Linked DNA regions of Mus musculus: region 2 is linked to region 1. The links are chromatin contacts, called in public Hi-C maps. All regions are on one chromosome and are shown on one strand. Each heading gives the region's core, a stretch centred on a gene start, on an enhancer-like site or on the middle of the called end of the contact. The rest is flanking DNA. Distances are from core to core; before and after follow the strand shown. Region 1 has its middle 26 kb from the start of Gm30608. Region 2 overlaps Tnfsf11 (tumor necrosis factor (ligand) superfamily, member 11).

The links. A called contact is a pair of places that touch in the nucleus more often than the background predicts.
Region 2: a Hi-C map of cortical neurons shows a contact between it and region 1, with 2.5 times the contacts expected there. The contact joins two enhancer-like sites. A contact is called at or near these places in 4 of 484 Hi-C or Micro-C datasets (the AtT-20 cell line, cortical neurons, myocytes and 1 more), 2 of 115 datasets of contacts at active chromatin or transcription factors (both in embryonic stem cells) and 1 of 9 other capture datasets (embryonic stem cells).

Annotation. Positions count from the first base shown.
Region 1 is chr14:78,116,677-78,121,426 of GRCm38.p6, forward strand. No RefSeq gene overlaps it. Among named protein-coding and RNA genes, the nearest start is that of Gm30608, 26 kb to the right of the region's middle. Within about 2 kb of position 2,930, at least 13 of the 459 cell types and tissues checked have an H3K27ac peak or open chromatin away from gene starts, as enhancers often do. A contact at or near this core is called in cortical neurons, where this site is marked.
Region 2 is chr14:78,274,011-78,278,734 of GRCm38.p6, forward strand. It overlaps Tnfsf11 (tumor necrosis factor (ligand) superfamily, member 11), which reads right to left. Exons shown (of 5, transcript NM_011613.3): 5 at 3,436-4,724. The coding sequence ends at 4,566. Among named protein-coding and RNA genes, the nearest start is that of Tnfsf11, 32 kb to the right of the region's middle. Within about 2 kb of position 2,896, at least 17 of the 459 cell types and tissues checked have an H3K27ac peak or open chromatin away from gene starts, as enhancers often do. A contact at or near this core is called in cortical neurons, where this site is marked.

The DNA of each region.
Region 1 (4,750 bases), core at 1,680-4,179:
CAGAACAGAGTGCCTAGTGTTAGGGAATATGCACGTCACCAAGGCCCATGGTGTTCAGGGAGAGGTCGGTGGTATAGCTGAAGCAGAACTCACCAGAGGGTAGTGAAGCCTGTGAAAGAAAAGCCAAGTCCAGGAAGAAGAGAATCTCAAGAATGAAGGACTATAAGCCCACTCTCTATTCAGGTGGCTTGCCATTTTGTAGCTATGGGAACAAAAAATATTCGGCCTTTTGTATCTATCTTCTTCCACTTAGTAGTGTTTCCTAGATCCATCCACATAGTATCATAGTATACTGCAGTACTTCACTTCTTTTTATCACCAAGGAGATTGCTTCATACACACTGAATTACCTACTCTTCAGCTGCTAGTCATTAGTACTGCTCGCCTTTGGGGCTGCTATGAATAATAGTGCTGTGGCTATTCATGGACAAGTTTTTGATCGAACGTGTGCTTTTAATTGTCTTGTAATTGAAGATTAGCTAAATAAGGCAATAAAATACCAGGAGGTCATTAGAAAGAACAATGTAAAGTTGTGCCTGTTGTATGGTAAGAGTGTTAAATGAAAATTCAAGGTGCAATACACTGTATGTTGAAAACTCTTTGTAATTACAAACATGGGTGTTGGGGGAGGGGCAGGATGAAAGGTCATTTAGGAGACAGATGATGGTCTTGGATTTTTTTTTTTTTTTTGCCATCTCCCCAAATACAGGGTTTTCTAAGCAGTCTGCTGCACAGCACTGTAAGGGGACCCAGCCATGTGCCTGGGCTAAAGTGAGAAGGTAATAGCAAGGCAGTCAGCTGATTGCTTAGCCTCCAGGCAATCTCATTTCACCTCTTTGGTGAGCGTTTCATGAATAGGCAATTGAGGTAATTGTCAGTAACTTGGCAGATTTGGTCAAGTTAGAAAGTATACACAATTATAACTTGTGTGGGCACAATTAAAGAATAAAATAGAAACACATCTGTTAATACTCCATAAATGCTTCCGGTACTTCACGTTCTTGGAAGACACCCCAAGAAGATCAGCAATTTTAGTTTTACCCCTGTTCTCTCTTCTACAGGGGAATACCCTCTTTTCCTTTTTGAGGGAAAATGTTTTTTCTAGACAAATGCTAATCTGATCTGTTTCCCTGGTGGTTGCTAAGGGGCTTTCTTTGTCGCAGTGTTGGGTCCCCCACCACTGTTGTCTGACTTGCTAAATGCAGTCTCCCTGGGATTGTATGTGGGGGACCATACCACTGTAGCCCATCCTTGAAAAGACACGCAGCTTCTGCTCTTGTACTTCTGGGAGCCCTAAGCTACCACGGGGCAAGTGTAGGTCCCTTGCTGGAAAGACCACAGAGAGGTACACAGGCAAAGACAAACCCAGTTACACCAGGGTCCCTCTTGACACATTGGCTAAATGTAGCCACACAAACAGCCACTAAGGAGACCAGTGGCTAAGCTCTAGTTATCTATCTCAGCTATCAAATCCTCAGGGGAAAAAAAATCTCAATCCACCGAATCCACAGCTACCAAATTCTGGCAAGCGTAAGCATGAATTGATACATGGCCAAAACAAAGAACCAGTTCCTCTGTCTGAGACAGACTGAGGTGTTTAAAAGTTGAGTCGTGAGTTTGAAGGAAATTTGCCTTTTGTCAATAGAGTATCAGTCAACAAAGCGGGCCCTTCCCATAATGCTCCTGGATCTGCAACTTCCCTCTGGCTTTGACCTTCTTCAGGAGTCCATTCTCCTCAGAACCCCCTCCCCCGAACATTTCCCTTTCTATTTAATGGCCACCCCAACCCAGGTCCTGTTTCTCTTGGTCCTGGTTCTCCTTGTGGGGACCCTGGCCTGAGGTCACCAGCATCACTTGGAAATTCGTTAGAAAGGGAAATTTCAGATGCTTTTTCAGAGCAGCTGATGTTGCTGCTGAGGATGGAGCCGTGATCCTGTTTCACAGTCCCTGCAGGTGTTTTTGGAATGCGCAGAAGTTTGGGAATCACTGAGCTGGAACAAGGGTCACCCACGCTCTTCTCTGAAGAAACACAGAGATTCTGCAGCGACTCTCCAACTCTGGTGGTGACATGAGATCAGCTACAGAGCACACATCAACATTAATATTTGAGTTGCATATAATTTTTACACTAGCAAAAATAATGTTCTCTTGGTTTTGTACTCATAATCAGTAAAAAAAAAAAAAAGAAAGAAAGAAAAAGAAACCTATTCCTGGCTTGCAAGATGCAGGGAAGCAGACAGTGGGCTGGTCTTGGTCACAGGCTTAATAGACCAACTCCACCCCAAACATCTATGATTTGTCCTCCTTGGGGACACAGCGTACAGGTGAACTAACCTTCAATTCAGCAGTCTTTCCTTTCTGAGCCCTCTCCTGGCACAGATAATCTCCTGGCCTCCTCAGTCCACTGAGTCTCCTTGAAGAAATATTGCATACGTGAGATCTATGTAAGACTTTTAGCCAGGACCACCTTCTTCAGGAAGACAGCACTAACTCATTTTCAGGCCAGGCTTGTGGCATGGGTACAGACCACGGCACACCCAGAACTGTTCATCTGACCAACGCTGAGTTAGGCTCCTTGCACGGACCCAATAAACCTAGTGTGAGCTGGGTAACCCTTCCAGAATCATCCCAGGCGTCTTGGACCAGATCACATCCCCAAAGCTCTACCATCAGCGGCCAGAGCTGGACAAGGTGCCATTCCAAGTTACACCTTCTGGGTGGTCCAGGGAACAACAAATATGTATCTTGGCACCGCCGGTCCGTGAGAACACAGGGAGCAGCGCGGAAGAGGGGGCACTAGAGGCTTCTGATTTGAAAGGCAAAATTTCTCCAGTCAGGCTTGATCGCCTTCTTTCCCAGTGTTCTCTCCCAGGAAACACGCAGACACCTTAATGGCTAAAGCAGTTTCTTTTCCCAGGCTGTGAAGCCACAAACCCTTGCAGTCACAGCTGCACTGTGAATTACAGCCATTCCAGGCTCCCGAGGTAAATGGCAGACAGTTGGATGTTGTTGTTAGAGGGTTTTTTTTTTTTTTTAATACTATTAAAAGAAACAAACATTTGGGAGCTCTTGTACTGGCAGGGCTACAGAATCTGCTGTTGTAAGGACAGGAAAAAGGTGTTAAACTCAAGAGCTGCTTCTCCCACACTAGAATCCCAACAGACACCTCTCGCCCCCAAGTCCTTTGAAGACCACGAAAAGAGGTCATGTGTCCCCCCTGAAGCTGGCTCTCCACAAGGGCCCTTTTGCTGATGCAGCCCCAAGGACACACAGTTCCTCCTGAGCATAAGGCCCCTTCCTAACCAACAACTGAGTCATACTGTGGGGGGGATGGGGAGGGCAGACTACTGATAAGAGAGATTAGAGCAATTGTCATCTGGAAAATTACTGTGCAGTGCACACTTGACACAAAAGATAAGGACGCGGGTTCAGGGACTTGCTCAAGGTCATTCAGTTAAGTGGCCAAAGCAAGCTGACTACAGATCTGGGTGGATTCGGCTCCCTTCTACCTCCTGGCATCAACCAGGACAGCCTTTTTTTTTTGTTTTTTTTTTTTTTGTTTTTTTTTTTTGACACTGGCCCTTTGAATGCAGCATGCCTCCTCCCGCTGTTCAAGCACCTTACATAATTACTTCATTTAATCCTCATCATTACGCGGCTGACACTGCTATTATCCAAATTTACATAAGAGGCAATTGAACTACTAAAAGGAAGAAGTACTCACATGGCTAGCCAGTACCTCAGCGGCTGGCTTTGAAGTCCTAGCTCTCAACCACTGAACCTCAGGCTGTAAAATCAGTTGGAGAGGTTAGGAGCCCTGGGGTATCCACTACTTATTAGCTGCAGCATCTGTGACAAGCCCTGTAGAACCTTAGTTTTCTACACAGGTTGGCCTCACAGAGCCTGTGAGTGGCCCTCTAACTACTAACTAGTGAGCAGAAGGCAGGGGCTTAAAAAATGAAGCTCTAATGGAGTTTTCCTTGACTTTCAAATCATTCCCCAAACTATAAACAATACAGATTCACTACAGAAAATGAGAAAGTGCAGGTGAGGACCCATTGGGTTACAGTCTTCTGTGCATATGTGCACGATTCACAATGCTGAGATTACATTGCATGTTCTGTGGCATGAGCTCATTTTTGCAAACAGAAATGAACCCTGCATCACTAAACATCCCTCTACAATGGCCGTGTGTGTTCACACTAGTGTGCAGGGGTGTGCTTGCACATGTGTGTGGGGGTCAGAGGTCAACTTTAGGTGTCTTTATTGCTCTTCGGTTTATTTTTTTGTTGCTGTTGTTTGTTTCTTTCTTTGTTTTTGCCATTTACTTATTTATTCATTCACTTTACATCACAATAGCAGCCCCCCTCCCATCAGTACTCCCTGCACATTGCCCCTATCCATGACCCCTCCCCCCTGCCCCCCCTCACCATTCAGCTCTGAGGAAGGCGAGGTCCCCCCTGGGTACTAAACCACCCTGGCCCCTTGAGTCACTGCAGCTCACTCTAGTTTGTGATTCAGGATTCCTCACTGAAGTTAGAGATTACCCGTTAAGCTAAACTAGCTGGCAGCCGGCCTCAGGGATATGAAGGTCTCTACTCTCCCACACCCCCAGTCCAGATGTGCACCGACTCCTCCCGCAGCTTTGGACTTGGGTACCAGAGATCCTAACGCTCTTGTGGCAAGCACTTTAGCAACTGAACCATCTCTCAGGCACCACAATGCTATTATGCTATTCTAAGTGTGTATC
Region 2 (4,724 bases), core at 1,646-4,145, 160 kb after region 1:
CACATTCAAGTCTAGTCTGACTTCAACAAACCTAATCTAGATACTCTCTCAGGGGCATGATCAGAGATTTGTTTCCATGGTAACCCCCATCAAGTTGAGAAGTAAAATTGCCATTGTCCAAGCGCGTTTGGGTTTCTAAAATAGCAAACTTCTTCTAAGTTATGTTACAGGTGACTCGGAGTCCTTAATGTCGCATGATAGTTAGTTTTATGAGGCAGATCCACTGAACAACTATAGGACTCCCAGACAGACAGGAAAACACTATTTCTGGGTGTGTCTGTGAGGGTATTTCTGGAATTGATCAGCTGAGTCACGACTGTCTTCCCCAGTGTGGGCGGGCAGCATCTGATACACTGACGGTCTGAGTAAAGCTGGAAGAGAAGCCATTTGTGCTCTTTGCTTGATCTGGGATGCCCATCATCTGTGCTCAGATGCCAACGCTCCTGGCTCAGGCCATCTCTAATTAAAACAAAAGAACTGGAATGTTGTTTAAGATGCCGTAGTACCGAGCCCCGAATAGAATTTCAAGTTACCAAAATAAAAACAGGGCTGGAGAGGTGACTTAGCAGAGATCTGAATTTACTTCCCAGCACCCATGTAAAGATGCTCACAATGGCCTGTGACTCTAGTTCCAGGGGATCAGAAGGCCCCCTTTGGTTCCAGAGCATTCGTCTTCTCTCTCTCTCTCTCTCTCTCTCTCTCTCTCTCTCTCTCTCTCTCATTCCCTCTCACACACAGTAAATCTTTAAAGTTAAAAAAGAACAAAAGAATTCCCATAAGTGCGTTATTAGTAAAAAAGGATGCTTGTTTTATAGCTGTAGACAAAATACCATTGCAATTTTTTTTTTCCTTTTCAAATGAATGGCAAAAAGCGAGACAGTTTGGAGAAAGCTAACACACTAAAGTAAGAATCGCTTCATGTCAGTTTTTGGATGCATGGGCCTGGTGTGGTTGTAAAAATTGATTCAGGAAGACAGATAACCTGGGACTTGGCATGCTCTCCTTCCCCAGACTTGGCAGGTTAAGAGGGCTGACATGCTGCAGGTAAAAGGAGCCAGCAGCTCAGATCCATTACTTCCACTAGACACAGGTTTCCTACACTGTTTTGTCATGCCTCCCACCGAGTCAGCTGTGACGGGGCAGGGACATACTCTAGGGACATACGTTCATCTCAAGGAGACCCAACAGCCTAAGGACCATGAGTATGCTGACCAGATTGTATCAACCTGACACAGACTTAGACATATGTGGGAAGAGGGAACGTCCACTGGAGGGTTACCTCCATCGGATCATCCTCTGGGTAGGTCTGTGGGACATTCTCTTGATTAATGATTAGTGCAGGAAGGTCCAGGTCACTGTGGGTGGTGCCACCCCTGGGATGGAGGTCCAGGGTGGTATCAGAAAACAGGCTAGCCAGTAAGCAGTGCTCCACTGTGGACTCTGCCTCAGTGTCTGCCTCCAGATTCTGCCTCTGCTCCTGCCCCGACTTCCCTCTCCGATGGACTGCAATTGAAACATGTAGGCCATATAAACCCTTTCCTCCCTAGCTGCTTTTGTTGCGGCTTCCGTCATAGCAACAGAAAGCAAAGTAGGACGATGGGAGACACGGGAGTCTGGGCAGGCGGAGGATGGGAGGGTTCAGTCGTAGGGGGCAGACACAAGAAAGAGATGCACAGGAAAGCAAAGCAGAAGGAAGAGAAGGAAGCAGGGACGTGCTGTGTGTTCCCGCCTGCATTTTAAACCCACTTAGAAGATGCTGCTCCGAGCCTGGCAAACTGAGGCATGACCGGAAGCGAGGTGGCTTCTTGCCTCTCACTATATCCCATCCCTGCCGTTACCCACTTTAAAACACTGGTTGATTTCTAAATAAGTCACTAAGTCATTGTCTCCCCTCCCCCAACCGACCTGAGGTGCCATAGCGTAGCGTTCATTATCCTCCACATCACACTGTGGCTGAATCCCCCAGGGCTGCCAAGGAGGTTCTTCTTGGCATCATGTGAAGCCATGTTGCTTTCACATGTTGGACAGCCCCCACGAATCACCGCAGGCGATCCTGACACTTTGCCCCTGCATCTTTGGGAGAGTGCAAGTTGGTTATTCTTGATGGATAGCCGATGTTGAGGGTCTGCTAGTCTGGACTGATCAGGAAGGCACAGCATGTCAGCATGGACGTTTCCTGAGAGGACCGAGGGACAGAGCCACTTGCAGTATGGGCATGCTTTCTGCTCCTTGACCGCCCCGCTGTCACCGCCATCTCCCCAACATGGAGGATCGAAACCTCTAAAATCTTGAGCCTGAATAAACCTCTCTTCCCCTAAGGTGTTCACTTTAGATTTTTAATCACAGCAGTTCAAAAATAACTAACATGCTACCCCTCAGTAAAAATTAATAGTGAATATTCTGTGCCCACATTGTACTTTCTTTCCATTTCCTGCGGTTTCATTTTAGACTCTGAGATTCCCAAGATTTGGATCAAGCAGCGCATGCTCCTTGCCACATCTAACATAAGCAGAACCAGCGCTAGAACAGGAGCCTGGGGCTGGGAGACCTGCCTTCGTAGCCATGGTGCCTGGGACTGTAACTAGCACATCACTGACGCTGCACAAAGTAATATGAAATGAGCGAGCCGAAACTGCTGGAGCAGGCTCTAAGCTGGGTAGCTCATGAGGCCGCAACAAAATTCTATGTCTGCGGAAGCTGCAGAAACTCGGCTGCTCCTCGAAATTCTTCCTTGAAACAAGCAGCAGCTGTCGGGATACACAGTGCCCAAGTCACGTTTTGCACTGTTCAGACTCAGATTTACTGACAGATGTAAAATAGTCCGTGTATGTGGCCAACACCATCGAGTCCCACCGTGATAGCTCCGCTGTTTAAAATTTACGGTTTCTTCTCTGTAACATCTGCTATCCCTCCCTCTATTCTAGGCTGTTGTTATCATCCTAAAACATTTATCTTCCAGTGACGAGTATCTCAGAGAATGGCTTGCTGTGCCTTCCCAAGCTGACTGTTTTCTGGTCTCTGCCCTTCATGAGTAATCGACGTGGTTTAGACAGCTCATCCACACTGATTTCCAAGAGGAAACATGTCCAGGCCAAAGTGAGCCCCCCTTTACTACGGTAAGGGAAAGCAAGCCCCAATTTCCCCCCAGCTCAAAGCACCATATTTTTCTCATGATTTGAGGAGAGAAAACTTTTCCTTTTTTGAGTGAAAAGTCTGTTTTCTCTCTGGCTACATCCTTGCATACAAATCCCCTGCAAATTATTTTTCAAATTCCAAGGTTCATTAATTTAATTGAATCTGTTCCTAGTTTTTAATTAAATCTGCACTTCTCCCAGTAACCTTTGGAGAAAGATAGAAGCCACATTATCATATTGGAAAGAACAGGATCGCAGAGCAAGACCCACACGAAAGCGAACAAGAACAAAAAGCACCAGGCAGGTTTTCGTACAAATTTATTTTTTGTACCAAAAAATTAACATTCAGAGACAATGCTTTTATTGTACAGTATAATAAAATAACTTTCACTAAATTAAAAAGTGGATTGTTTTTTGGCTGATAAACTATAGTACATTTTCTATGGGAAAAAAAAGAAACAAAATTTACAATTTGTAGCTCTTGTAAAAAAAGACACCTGTTCAATAATTGCATAAATACTCCTGACAGATTTCAGTAGCCTATTATGTATCCTTTTTGGCTATGTCAGCTCCTAAAGTCAATTAGCTTCTAAATTTGAAAGGCACCTGGTGACCAACATCCTACTTATTATTCAAGGTATTCATTTTATTTTTATTTATTTATTTTGCTTGCATAGTTTTGACAAGTCTGAAGACTCTATTAAGTTAAAAAGAATAAAGAAATAAACTACATGTGGTCACCAGAAACAGTATTCTGCCCCCTTAGCTACGAGTACCTTCAGGGGAATTACAAAGTGCACCAGTTAAATACATCTGTACATTTAAAACATTAAATATGTCAACAGTGAGACATTTTTAAATATTTTGAATCAAATACTATAGCACAAATATAATTTACAAAACTTTGCACAGAAAACATTACACCTGAAATATAACTTTAGACATTATATAAAAATACATATATTTTTCTCTCCTCATTAGAAAAAAAGAACTTATTTGCAGGTCCCAGCGCAATGTAACAATTCAAAAGAACTTAACCCTTCACACTATCATTTCTTTGCAATGACATGGCATCCTCTTAATTTCAAGGTTCTCAGTGGCACATGTCCAGGGGTTAGACCCAGAGACTGTGACCCCCTTCCATAGCTCACGTGTAAGTTTTTCATAAGCATCGGAATACCTCTCCCAATCTGGTTCAATTCTAGGAAATCATTACAAAATTGTAAAACCGTTGTGTAATCACCATGAATCTAACATCACCTATGGACTTTACATATACACAACCTGTACAGGCTCAAGAGAGAGGGCTGTGAGTTTCATACACCGTGGGCCATGTCTCTTAGTAGTCTTACACATGTATAGACATCATCCATTTTTTAAGAAGTTTCCAAACATCTAGGACATCCATGCTAATGTTCCACGAAATGAGTCTCAGTCTATGTCCTGAACTTTGAAAGCCCCAAAGTACGTCGCATCTTGATCCGGATCCAGCAGGGAAGGGTTGGACACCTGAATGCTAATTTCTTCACCAGCTCGGAGCTTGAAAAATCCCCCAACATTTATGGAATAAAAGTGGAATTCAGAATTGCC